Linked DNA regions of Mus musculus: regions 1, 2 and 4 are each linked to region 3. The links are chromatin contacts, called in public HiChIP or PLAC-seq, Micro-C and promoter capture Hi-C maps. All regions are on one chromosome and are shown on one strand. The core of a region is the stretch at or near the end of the contact, and the rest is flanking DNA. Distances in the headings are between cores, read along the strand shown. Region 1 holds the start of Plxna4 (plexin A4). Region 2 overlaps Exoc4 (exocyst complex component 4). Region 3 holds the start of Exoc4 (exocyst complex component 4). Region 4 overlaps Exoc4 (exocyst complex component 4).

What was found. Promoter capture Hi-C pulls out the DNA fragments that hold promoters and counts their contacts. A called contact is a pair of places that touch in the nucleus more often than the background predicts. HiChIP or PLAC-seq counts read pairs in DNA pulled down with a chosen protein or histone mark.
Region 1: a Micro-C map of embryonic stem cells shows a contact between it and region 3, with 6 times the contacts expected there. The contact joins the promoter of Plxna4 here to the promoter of Exoc4 in region 3. A contact is called at or near these places in 6 of 39 promoter capture datasets (the 3T3-L1 cell line, the C10 cell line, embryonic stem cells and 2 more), 3 of 484 Hi-C or Micro-C datasets (cortical neurons and embryonic stem cells), 2 of 115 datasets of contacts at active chromatin or transcription factors (bone marrow-derived macrophages and forebrain) and 1 of 9 other capture datasets (adipose tissue).
Region 2: a promoter capture Hi-C map of embryonic stem cells shows a contact between it and region 3, with 2.0 times the contacts expected there. The contact joins the enhancer-like site here to the promoter of Exoc4 in region 3. A contact is called at or near these places in 3 of 39 promoter capture datasets (the 3T3-L1 cell line, embryonic stem cells and hippocampal neurons) and 1 of 115 datasets of contacts at active chromatin or transcription factors (bone marrow-derived macrophages).
Region 4: a contact with region 3 is called in an H3K4me3 HiChIP or PLAC-seq map of bone marrow-derived macrophages, with 5 times the contacts expected there. The contact joins the enhancer-like site here to the promoter of Exoc4 in region 3. A contact is called at or near these places in 6 of 39 promoter capture datasets (the 3T3-L1 cell line, 3T3-L1-derived adipocytes, the C10 cell line and 3 more) and 2 of 115 datasets of contacts at active chromatin or transcription factors (bone marrow-derived macrophages and stem cell-derived neural progenitor cells).

Annotation. Positions count from the first base shown.
Region 1 is chr6:32,586,886-32,589,585 of GRCm38.p6, forward strand. It overlaps Plxna4 (plexin A4), which reads right to left and starts at 1,307. Exons shown (of 32, transcript NM_175750.3): 1 at 419-1,307.
Region 2 is chr6:33,768,436-33,771,135 of GRCm38.p6, forward strand. The region is part of intron 11 of Exoc4 (exocyst complex component 4); the gene reads left to right. Among named protein-coding and RNA genes, the nearest start is that of Gm13853, 220 kb to the right of the region's middle. Within about 2 kb of position 1,401, at least 19 of the 459 cell types and tissues checked have an H3K27ac peak or open chromatin away from gene starts, as enhancers often do. A contact at or near this core is called in embryonic stem cells, where this site is marked.
Region 3 is chr6:33,247,770-33,250,469 of GRCm38.p6, forward strand. Exoc4 (exocyst complex component 4) reads left to right here and starts at 1,359. Exons shown (of 18, transcript NM_009148.4): 1 at 1,359-1,469. The coding sequence starts at 1,384. It also overlaps the pseudogene Gm1401.
Region 4 is chr6:33,858,346-33,861,045 of GRCm38.p6, forward strand. All of the region lies in intron 13 of Exoc4 (exocyst complex component 4), which reads left to right. Among named protein-coding and RNA genes, the nearest start is that of Gm13853, 130 kb to the right of the region's middle. Within about 2 kb of position 1,431, at least 16 of the 459 cell types and tissues checked have an H3K27ac peak or open chromatin away from gene starts, as enhancers often do. A contact at or near this core is called in bone marrow-derived macrophages, where this site is marked.

The sequences.
Region 1 (2,700 bases), core at 57-2,556, 660 kb before region 3:
CAGTTAGGAAATGAAAGGAGCTAGAAACAGCAAAATCGTTCCCTCATCCTACCAGGCTGGATAGGAGAGTCAGTCATTTACTGAATCCCACCCTGAAAGTCCTGGGGAAGAGAAGTCTAGGTCCGGAGAGGAGAAGAACACGGGAAATCCCTGCTCCGGCTGCGATGCACCTACGCGGGTGTCCAGGTGGGACGTGGGCAGGTGCGTGAGCGCAGTGTGTGCCTGTGTGTGAGTATGTGTGTGTGCGCGCACGCGATTTGTGTTTTGCGTGTGTGTGTGTGTGTGTGTGTGTGTGTGTGTGTGTGTGCGTGTGTGTGTGTAGTGGGCTGCCTCAGAGCAGGCGAGGACTCCGGGACCGGACTCGCCACCTCCGCCCGCTCTGCCCAGCTGGCCCTGTGCCCGGCCGGCGGCTCCTTACCTGGAAGCGCGGCGTTTCCCTCCTTCAGCCCCAGCGCCGCATTGACACTGCAGATGGTGCCTGTACCGCTGCCTCTCGCCCTCCTCTGAACGTGTGCGTGTGCGCGCGTGTGGCTGCCTCCTCCAGCCCCAGCCCCGAACGCAAATACTCCACCGAGGCACGGGGAAGCCACGAGCAGCAGAGAAAAACGGAGGGGGCCAAATCAGAGCCTGCCGGGCTTGACAGCTCCTCTTGCAGCGTCCAAGGTGGGCGTAATGTCCAACAAAAAGGTCAGGAAATGAAGATCAATTCCAAGCACCCCTAGCTTCCATCCAGCCCCGGAGCCCAAGCAGCGACAGCGGTGGCTCTCAGGGGCTGCGGCGGCGACGCGGGGCTGCCCCCCTTCGTCCCCACCCCCGCGGGCTGAATGTCCTTGATGCCAAGCGGGCACGGCGGCGTCACTCCGCGCCGCCCATGCTAGCCGGGTCGGGCCGCTGCCCGGGCGCGGCGGCGAGTACGTTGGGGACCCGCCGGGGAGCGCTCTCCGATCCTCTGCGCGCCTCCCTGGGCAGTGACGGCCACCCCCTGGCAGCCCGGGGCTGGCTGCGCCGCTGTCGCCCCCAACCCTGGCCGGGGACTAGCCGGGCAGTGCCCAGGGGCCGGGGCTGGGGGGCCTCGGAAGCCGCCGGCAGCTCCCCGGGGAGGCGCGGAGCTGCGGTGGTAGCAGCGACGGCGGCGGCTAGCGCTGCGGCGGCCAAGAGCGCGGCCGTAGTCCAAGCCGAGCCTCCCAGGCGCGTCCCCGGCCCCCCGGGCGGGCTGCTCGCAAAGTTTGCAGGGGGCAGGGAGCGGGGCCGCCGCTGGCTCGGCCGCCGCCGGAGCTCCCGGGCTGCCTGCTGCCGCCGCGGCTCGCTGCTGCTGTGCATTGAAGCCCGGCCAAGCGCTGCAAAAACTCCAGCTGCCTGGCGCTCTCTGGGTCCTCCTCTCCTCCCTCCCGCCCTCCCTGCTTCCCTTCCTCCCTCCCTCTCCTCGCCTCCTCCCCTCCCCGCCGCCCGCGGCCCGCCGCCGCCGCCGCCGCTGCCGCCGCCGCCGCCGCTCCCTCTCTGGCTCGCTAGCTGGCTCGGAGCTCGCGACTGACATCTAGACCAAGGTAGAGCGGCCGGCAGAGGGGGCAGGGGGCGCTTCCCCGCACGCTGCCGCCACTGGCCCGCCTGCTCTTCCCCAGTGTGGACGTTTGCAGACACCCCCTGGGTCTTCTTGGCTTCCTCGAGTCACCCTGGCGGTGGAGACACAGGGCAGAGTGGTGCATATATGGTGCCACCAAGTGCACTTGGATCGGGGCATACTCCCAAGCAGGCATGTGGTGCAGGCGGTCAGAGGCACTTCTGGGTGTTCCTAACAGACACCAGCCAAACATACATCCATTCCTAACCTAGAATCCCTGTCCAGCCCCACCAACCAAGGTAATCCTACACAGAGCACTAGAGGATGCCCAAACCCAAGGTTTCTTCTAGTCCTAGGACAGAAATGAATGGCCAATGCCACAGAGCTTGTTAGGTAACCTGATCTGTCCAGAGGCTGACCTTGCTTCACTGTCTCTGAAGCCCTAGGTCCTGGGCCATGTCCTAAACATAACCCAGACATTGCCAACATCAGAATAGTTTCAGAAGCCCAAAGGAAGAAATCCAGAGGTTGCTTAAATTGAGAGAGCATCTGGCAGGCAGGGAAATAGGTGAGGCTGCACTATCTAGAATATCTCTACAAAGACCCCCTCCAGTTAATGAGCCCAACGACCAAAATAAATAAATAAAAATAAAACAATTTTCAAAAGGATGCCCACCTATTTGTCTACCCAACTCTGCATGCTAAGTTCAAGGAAATGGCTCTGTCAGCCAAGTTCAGTAAGACTAGCCATTCATCAAAGAAAGACCTCTCCAGGAGCTTATGGTTTGGGGTTCCTGACCCACTCTCCCATGACACTTTCTTCAACCTCAGTCACTTCCTGCGCATAACTGTCCCTCCCACCAAAACCTCTCAGAATCTGCTTACTAGGAAAAGGTTGACAGTGGTATAAATTCCTTCCCCTTCTTATAGGGGTAATGTTTTCACAAACATCAAAGTTATACCCTCGGTAGACTTTCGAGGTGACAAGTTGGACAAGCTTCCGGGCAGGTAGCACACTTGGGTCGGGTTGGACTTACCACCCAGGACCTTGTTGAAAGTGCTCCCACCAGAAGGACACAATGAATCAAGTGTAAGCATGAAGAAGCCAGCCAGCCAGACATTTCTCTAGTTACAGGGTGTTC
Region 2 (2,700 bases), core at 151-2,650, 520 kb after region 3:
TGACGGGGACGAAGCTACATTAGTCCTCTGTCACTCAGGTCTTTAGAAGGCTGCCTTTGCCTGAAATACATTTGACTTTATGTGCTAACAAAGGCATCTTCAGATTTATTTCTTTTCCTTAAATGTTAGAGAAGGGGAAGAGCATCTCAGAAAAAGAAACTGGGAAGAAAGCAAGCTGGCTCAACAGCCCAAGCAAATGATAGCTATCATTCTCAGGAGGGAATTGCTGATCTGGCAAGATTCCTGGTAGCAGCCAGATGAGTAGAGACAGAGAACTGCTGTACTTAGGGAATTTTCAAGGTTCTTATCCTAAGTAATTTTTGCCCTGTCTGTATGTTGCCATTCTGGCTTAGGGACATTCTAGTGAGAAAGTGAATAGAAACAAGACTATCTCCGCTTGAAAGTTAAATGACCCTTTAAAGATTAACCGTTCAAGGAAAGCAGCTGGTCTTCTTCATGCTTTTCAAGGTTCCTACTCAACTTGTCTGTACATAATATTAGTGTGAGCATCTACAGTGGGCTGGGGAAATCTGGTCCATTGCCTGTGACAAGAATAACAGAATTCAGTCGAGTAATTCCCCTGTGTTAAAAGGCTATTGAAACTAAATGTCAATATTTATTAAATCCTTGCTCTGTGCCAAACTTATGGTTTCATCTCTGAGTGTCTTGGGACAGATGGATAGGGAGTACCAGTTGTGATGGTTCAGAAGCCAGGCACTGTACAGGGTGAAGAGAGGCACTGGGGGCCTTAAGAATCAAGAGAAACATTGGGTAAGAAGGATTCTGCATTGTTGTTGGATGTGTGTATATGGAGAAGAAGGAGAAAGTGTCCTGAAAAGGGGACACAAGATTCTCGGTGATCTAAAAGGACAAAGTGTCTGTGCAGAAGTGGAAGGAGAATGAGAAACAAGGTTAGACACAGCACCCCAGAGGCCATCTTGAGCTTTACAGGGACCAGCTTCCTGTTGACGTTTGACAGGGAAACATGAAAGGCTTTAGGGAATGCAGATCCTCAAGGGCAAGCCCTTTGAAGAAGACTGTGACTTTAAAAGTCAGAGACCTGGCATCACAGAGGCAGCTGATGTAGGGACCTAGTCACACTGAGCTAGACTCTCCTATGAATGTTTTGTTTGCTGGAGACTGAAGCTTGAAACAAGGGCCTGAGAACTGCCTAAGATAGGTGAACGCAGGCTTAGTTGTTTGAGGTTACTCCTTTGATGGATTGCCGTAATTGGCCAAACAAACTCAACAAACTGATTTCCTGGAATTTACATTACAGGTTTTCATTCCTTTGCCACAAAGGCCTCACAGGCCAGAGCTCCTCACCATCTCTGCCCACAGGAGCCACCAGCATCCAGAGCACATCCGGGTTGCTGAAAGATTAAGCTGTACATTTCTCATTCAATTTCTCATTCATTCTTTTTAGACCCACACAAGCTCTGTCAGTTGGAAATCCTGCCCTGGGGAGTAGACAACCCACAGCTAGCTCATTAACAGGTTATCTGCGTCATTGTGTCCTTTTTAGACTGTGAATATTAGGAATAGTCTTTTGAGAAGAAAAAATCATCTCAGCTTCTATTTGGTTTCTCTTTCTTTTTTTTCCCCATCTCAATCTTCTTTTACCCCTCATGGTTACAGCTCTTCTCAAGATGGATGCCCTATCTGTAGAGTCCAGAATACCGTGGGTATTCACTTGCAAATATGTACAAATTCAAATTCAGATAACTGCACTTAAATGAGCAGTTCCCTACCTCTGCTCACTGGGTGGACCCAGCACTTCTCTCTGCCCGATTTCCACTATAAGAGCTTAATTGCTTTCCCCCTTTTATTCCAAGAGGCATTTCTGAATTGGTTGTCCTCTTGGCTATTTCAAGGTCAAGGCTGCCTATCAGGTACTTGCAGAAATGCTTTGGTGAATTTGTTTGCTGTGTTTCTATGGCTTTCAAAGCTATACCAGGGCAAGCAACCTGAACAGAGTAAGGGCTGAACTGTGCTAATTTCTTTCCATTTCCCAACCAAAGTTGCTCTTTTCTTTCATCCTTTCCAATTTTGCCATAGATCAGTAGAAATTTTTAGCACATAGTAGGTTCACACTGAATGAATAAATGGAATTGCCAGCAGTGTTGTCAAAAGATGTACAAAAGCAAACTCACATTATTTTTCAAGTGAGACACCATTATATTTTAAAATAAATTTTCTTTCTGAAATTTTCCTCACAGAAAAGATGTAAGGACAGTGCAGGTCTCCTGAGGTTTCTTGCTGTCCATAGCCATGGCAGTTTAATTTTTATTTTTTGATTGTTTATTTCTTTTTATTAATTTTTTCAATTTTTATGTAAGTATATATTAGTACACTAAGCATGTTCCCCCTGAAACCTCCTTCCCCGGCCTTTTCTTGTCCCCCTGATGGTGTCCTTTGTTCCCTTGGACACTTCTTTCATGTCGTATGTGCATACATGATAATGTATAGCATATAAAATCTAAGAGCTGCAAGTGAGAATATATGCAACGTTTGACTTTCTGAGACTGGCTTATGTCACTCTAATGTGATTATCTCCAGTTGCATCCACTTACCCACCAATGGCATTCATCTTTATGGCTGGAAACGTTCCTTTGTGCATATATACCACACGTTTATAAATCCATTCCTCTGTTGCTGAGTCCTACTTTGTTCCATCACTTAGTGGTTGTGAGTAATACT
Region 3 (2,700 bases), core at 109-2,608:
CTACATTCTCCAGTCGTGGCGGTAGCAGCCTGTACTCCTGCAGCAGGGTCCCCAGCACGGCCCACTTGCCCTCCGGCTGGTTGCTGAACTCTCTGGCTCGAAGTCAGCCAGCTTCTTCTCTGCTGACCCTGCACGTCCCTCCAGGTTCTGCACTCAGGCAGCCCGGGATTCCATCTTCTTCTCCACAGCTTGAATAGCAGCCACCACTGTCCAAAGTGAGATTTCTGTGGTCTGGAAGTATGGGCTTTTCTCTGTTGTTTGTGAAGGTGGTGTGGCTGGAGCTAAAGGTGTGGAGCGCCGTTTCCTTCTGTGCAGAGCAGGTGTCGACTCCTCCGACTCCTCCATGGTCTCAGTCGCCCCACAACACCGACTGGAGGGAAAGTGCTTGGACTTTGTGCCTCTCCACCAGACGCCCAGACCCTTCTGGAAGCCGCCACCGCTGCTGTGCTGATACAAGGTGTGCTATGAGAGTAACCCCCCCCCCCCCCCGCCCGAAGAACTGCAGTGGTTCCTCCTTTTTGGGACTTTTTTTTGAGTGCTTTTATTTTAAAAGTATGGTTGAATTTCTACAAAAGATTTTCCTGTATCCATTGAAATTGGTCTGTGGTTCTCAACCTGTGGGGTTGACTCCTTTGGGGTTGCATATCAGATATCCTGCATATCAAATATTTACATTACAAGTCACAACAATAGCAAAGGTACAGTTATGAAGTAGCTATGAAATAATTTTATAGTTGGGAGTCACCACAACATGAGAAACTATATATATATATGTGACAGCCCCTAGGACAGGTACTTTTCCCCCTCACAGCCTGCAGCCTGCGACTTGGCATAACCGCAACAGTGAACTTGTACATAAGACGAATATAGAAACATTCAGTCTCAGAAAAATACCAAAGAAAAATCTCTGTGCGTGTACATTTTTGCATTTGGTTGATTTAAAGATGGTATTTGAAGTTAATATTTTTGCACACACAAGCATTCTTTTGGGACCTTTGTTTAAATAGAAGAATCTGCAATTTATCATCAGATACATTAAGTTAAAGCGTGTAAAATTATAAAATGGAGTAAACTGAAAAACAACTTAAGGTCTGTCTGAAGAGATCTAAAGAGACAGTAAGGAGGCTTGATGAAGTTGCCCTTGGTTTATTGTCCAGGCATGCCCGGGACCGGCAGAAGAACTACATTTCCCAGAATGCTTAGAGAGGACAGGAGCCTCAGCCTCCAGCTGAGTCTCAGTCCCGCCTCCTAACTCCAGGGATTGGGTTTTTCACTTCCGCGCCTAAGCGCTTCTCTTCTGCCATTGGTGGATGTTCCGGGTCAGCCGCGGAGTTTACACTTTCCCGGTCCTGTCAAGCACCTGGCTCTCGCTCCCGTACCAAGATGGCGGCAGAAGCAGCTGGTGGGAAATACAGGAGCACAGTCAGCAAAAGCAAAGACCCCTCGGGGCTGCTCATCTCGGTGATCAGGTGAGGGAGGCAGGAGGCAGGCAGGGTGAGGTCAGGGCAGCGGCTGGACTTCCGCGGTGGAAGGGAGAGGCATCGGCTGGGCCCCATCCGCCGGCCCTTCTCTCCCTTTTGGCCTCCCCCGCCCCTCCCCAGGGCCTATTGCCCGCCCCCGCCGGGCAGTGTTCTAAGACTCTCTGGGGCCGGGGTTAAGGGGAGGACACCCCACCTCCCCAGTCTTCTCCTCGGGGCATGGCCTTTACTTCTGTCCCCGGTCCTAAAAGCTGGCCCGCTTGGGTTCGGGAAGAAACCCAGCGCAGGTGTACTCATTCATTCCTACAACAGGTTCTGGTTGACCCTGGTGCTGTGCACACTCCTGAAGGCCGGGAGGTGTCCTGGGCTCGTGGGGATCAGGCCCAAGTTTCCTGTTAGGAGTTGCAGAGTGTCCAACTTTGGGCACTTTCCACTACCTGTGAATAGCCACAGCTTCAGATCCTAGGTTTTGCGTGAGCTGTTAGCATTGAATATTAAAGTGATCCATCCATCCTTCCTTCTTGTTTTGCTTTTTTCTTTCCTTTTCCTTCCTTTCTTCTTTCTTTCTTTCTTTCTTTCTTTCTTATTGCTTTCTTATTCCAGTTTCTTACTCAAAACCATACAAAAATAGAATTTCAAACTGCCCTCCTCATTACTTTTTCCCTAAACTATTAGGGTGAGAGTGGGGGTGGTTGACTATTTACTAGTCTTCTTCTTCTTATTTTTAAATGTTTAAAATGTTAAACAGACTTAGATCAGCCTGAATAAAATGCATTATGACACACTTATCCATTGTTGTCATTTGCATTTCATCCCATATATTTTCCTAAAACAAATACCCCTTGCTTCCCACTTTCCTCGACTTATCCTTCACTTTGATTTGAGTTAAGAGAGCTCCTGTAATGATCCTGATTATCTTTTTAAAACCTAGGATCCACCAGAATCTGGTAGGTTAAGCCCTTGAGAGAATGGGTAAATCAAGCTTTGAAAGGCTTTAAAAGTTTACCATTTAATCGACTGAAAAGGACCCGTGTATTGGTTTATGGCAGAGTTTAAGAGAATGGCCTGTTTTTATCAATTTTATTTTAAAACGAGAGGATAGAACTGTCTGTGAAAGTGATACACTTTGTAGGCCCTGAAGAGAAAACACTGCAGGCACACATTCTTAGTTTAACAATGTACAGTTCAGATTTATCCCATGATATTAAAACCTCAGCCGGAG
Region 4 (2,700 bases), core at 181-2,680, 610 kb after region 3:
ATATCTTCACTAAATAATGTGCTTTCAAAAGAAGGAGAAGATAAAATCTGTAAAAATTGAGATCTAGAAAGAAGCATGAGATATTTACAGAAACATTGGTTGCATCTTTAGCACACTGGCCACAATGCAAGGCCAGCCACAAGCCAGCCAGACTCCTCCTAGTATCATTCTGGTGTCTGTAATTCCTGTGTCCTCCTGTCTCCCTTCCTAGGGTTCCTAGCAAGCCTGCTTAAATGTCTTCTCATGTTTGCTGAAGAAAGTTAGGAAGATAAACAAGATCTTAAAAGAATGTTCAAGTCCCTTAGTTGACACTTTTTGGCAAATAAATATCCAATATTCTTTAGATCCATATATGGCATTATTCTCTTTCTATAATATACTGTGCACACAGTGTAATAATAGTAGAGCCAACTGTATATCACCACTAAAAATAAGGCACACCAAACAGTGTCTGTGGTATTAAGAGTTCTCTATTGGATAATTTCTAATGGTTCCATAGTGTTGATGTGGTTCAATTTAATAAATCAAAGAGTTTAAAAATAAATCTGCAGCCAGGCATCTCGCTAAGGTTACTTTAACACATAAGACTCTTCCACAGGCTCTTTCACACATACACAAATCCTCAAAGGAATGACTTTGTGTGTGAAATGGTTATAGCTGTCAATCAGTTATTCTCCATGTCATGGTCTCTATGCGTCTTCCAGGTTGTTAGGTGGTGATTATGGATTCCTGTCAAATGAGATGTCTACTATGTATTCAACATGAGGCAGTTTGTATTTTTCTAAGTCTATTGCTCTCCTGTCTGAGGAGGTTAAGCAAATGTCACTGATGCGGAGGGAAGAGGGCCAGCATGCAGTGCCTGGGCCCACAGACCTGCACACATGGATTAGGCTTCTGCATAAATACGCTTGTCTTGATTGTCACATTCCACCCAGGGTTAGACCTGCATGCATAAAAATGGCTCCAAGCCTGGCTTTCAAAGCTCTTTGCTTCCCCTGTTGCTTTGTAACCTTCCAGCTCGGAGACATACTTTGTGTTATATCTATCAAAGGTGATTAAGGGGCTGGAAAAGTTGATTTATAAGGACATTTTAAGAAAAGTAGATATTTGCAGCCTAGCCCAAGGGAAGATATTATAGATGTTTGCTGTTCTCACATCATGAAGGAGCCTTCGTTTTGCTTTTCCCAGTAACTAGATTTTAAGGACAGCCAAATTCAGAGGAAGTTTTCTCAGGATGACCTCACTTATGCTAATTAGATGATCGTGTCAGTCAGAAATTACATTTAGCAACTACTAGCAAAGTAGAAATAGCAGCAGCTCGAACAATAAGGCCTTCATTTTCTCTTCTCTGACACAAAGCCCAGAAGTGTATTGTCTGGGGCTGCAGCGTGGCACCTGTGATGTCACAAATATGCTTGCACCATCTATCTTTAGGCTCCATTATTCTTAGCAATGACTTCCTCTCGAAGAGTCTCCTGCTGTCTCAGAAGAGTCACTGTATCTCAGCTGCTATGGCTGCATGCCAGACAGGGGATAGGGAAAAGTGGTCTTTGTCCACCATGATCACTTCAGAGAGTTGTCTCCTACACAGCTCTGATTTCCTATCACATGGCACTCAGAACTACATGTGCAAGAGGGATGGGGAGATTTGGTGAGATTGTTTGTTTGTTTTATCATTTTGACATTGGGCACATTTTCACCCACAACAATATGAAGGGCCTGTTACTAGGCAGAATTGGAATAAGGAGCACTAGGTAGGAAACCAGGGTTTCCTGTCATAGGAATTTACCTCTATAGTAACTGTACTGCTGGAAGGTTCCATCTGCAATACTATCCCTGGGACTTCCCTCCCACTGCTCACTCTTATATAGTGCACTTATCAGTACATACCTTGAGTCATTTATAAATAACTAGCCTTCCCAATACCCTAAGAAAAATAATAACTAAAACTTGATAGTTTCCAGCTGTCTCCTGAGAGGCTCTGCCAGTGCCTGACAAATACAGACGTGGATGCTCACAGCCCTCCAGTGGATTAAGCACAGGGTCCCCAATGGAGAAGCTAGAGAAAGGACCCAAAGAGTTGAAGGGGTTTGCAGCCCCATAGGAGGAACAACAATGTGAACCAACCAGTACCCCCTCCCAGAGCTCCCAAGGACTAAACCACCAACCAAAGAAAACACATGGAGGGACTCGTGGCTCCAGCTGCTTATGTAGCAGAGGATAGCCTTGTGGGACATCAATGAGAGGAGAGACCCTTGGTCTTGTGAAGGGTCAATGCCCCAGTGTAGGGGAATGCCAGGACAGGGAAGCAGGAGTGGGTGGGTTAGTGAGCAGGGGGAGGGGGAAAGGATGGGGGATGTGGAGGGGAAATGAGGAAAGGGGGTAACATTTGAAATGTAAATAAAGAAAATATCTAATAAAAAACATTTTTAAAAACTTAATGGTTTCTGTTAAGCAATTCAAGCATTGTGTTATATGCTTAAATATCCCTGGCAGGGGGTGAAGACAAGAAACACATTGCAGTGTGAGTTGCTGGTGGTAAAACTGGTGGATGGGCAGATAGAGACTGTGTTTTTATGATTATTGATATCTTCCCAGTGAAAAGTTTTCAAAACTACCTTACCTGATCCTCACTTTACTGCAGAAAAGGTCGGTGCCATCACTACCAGAAGTATTACATGGGGAATTTCAGCACCACAT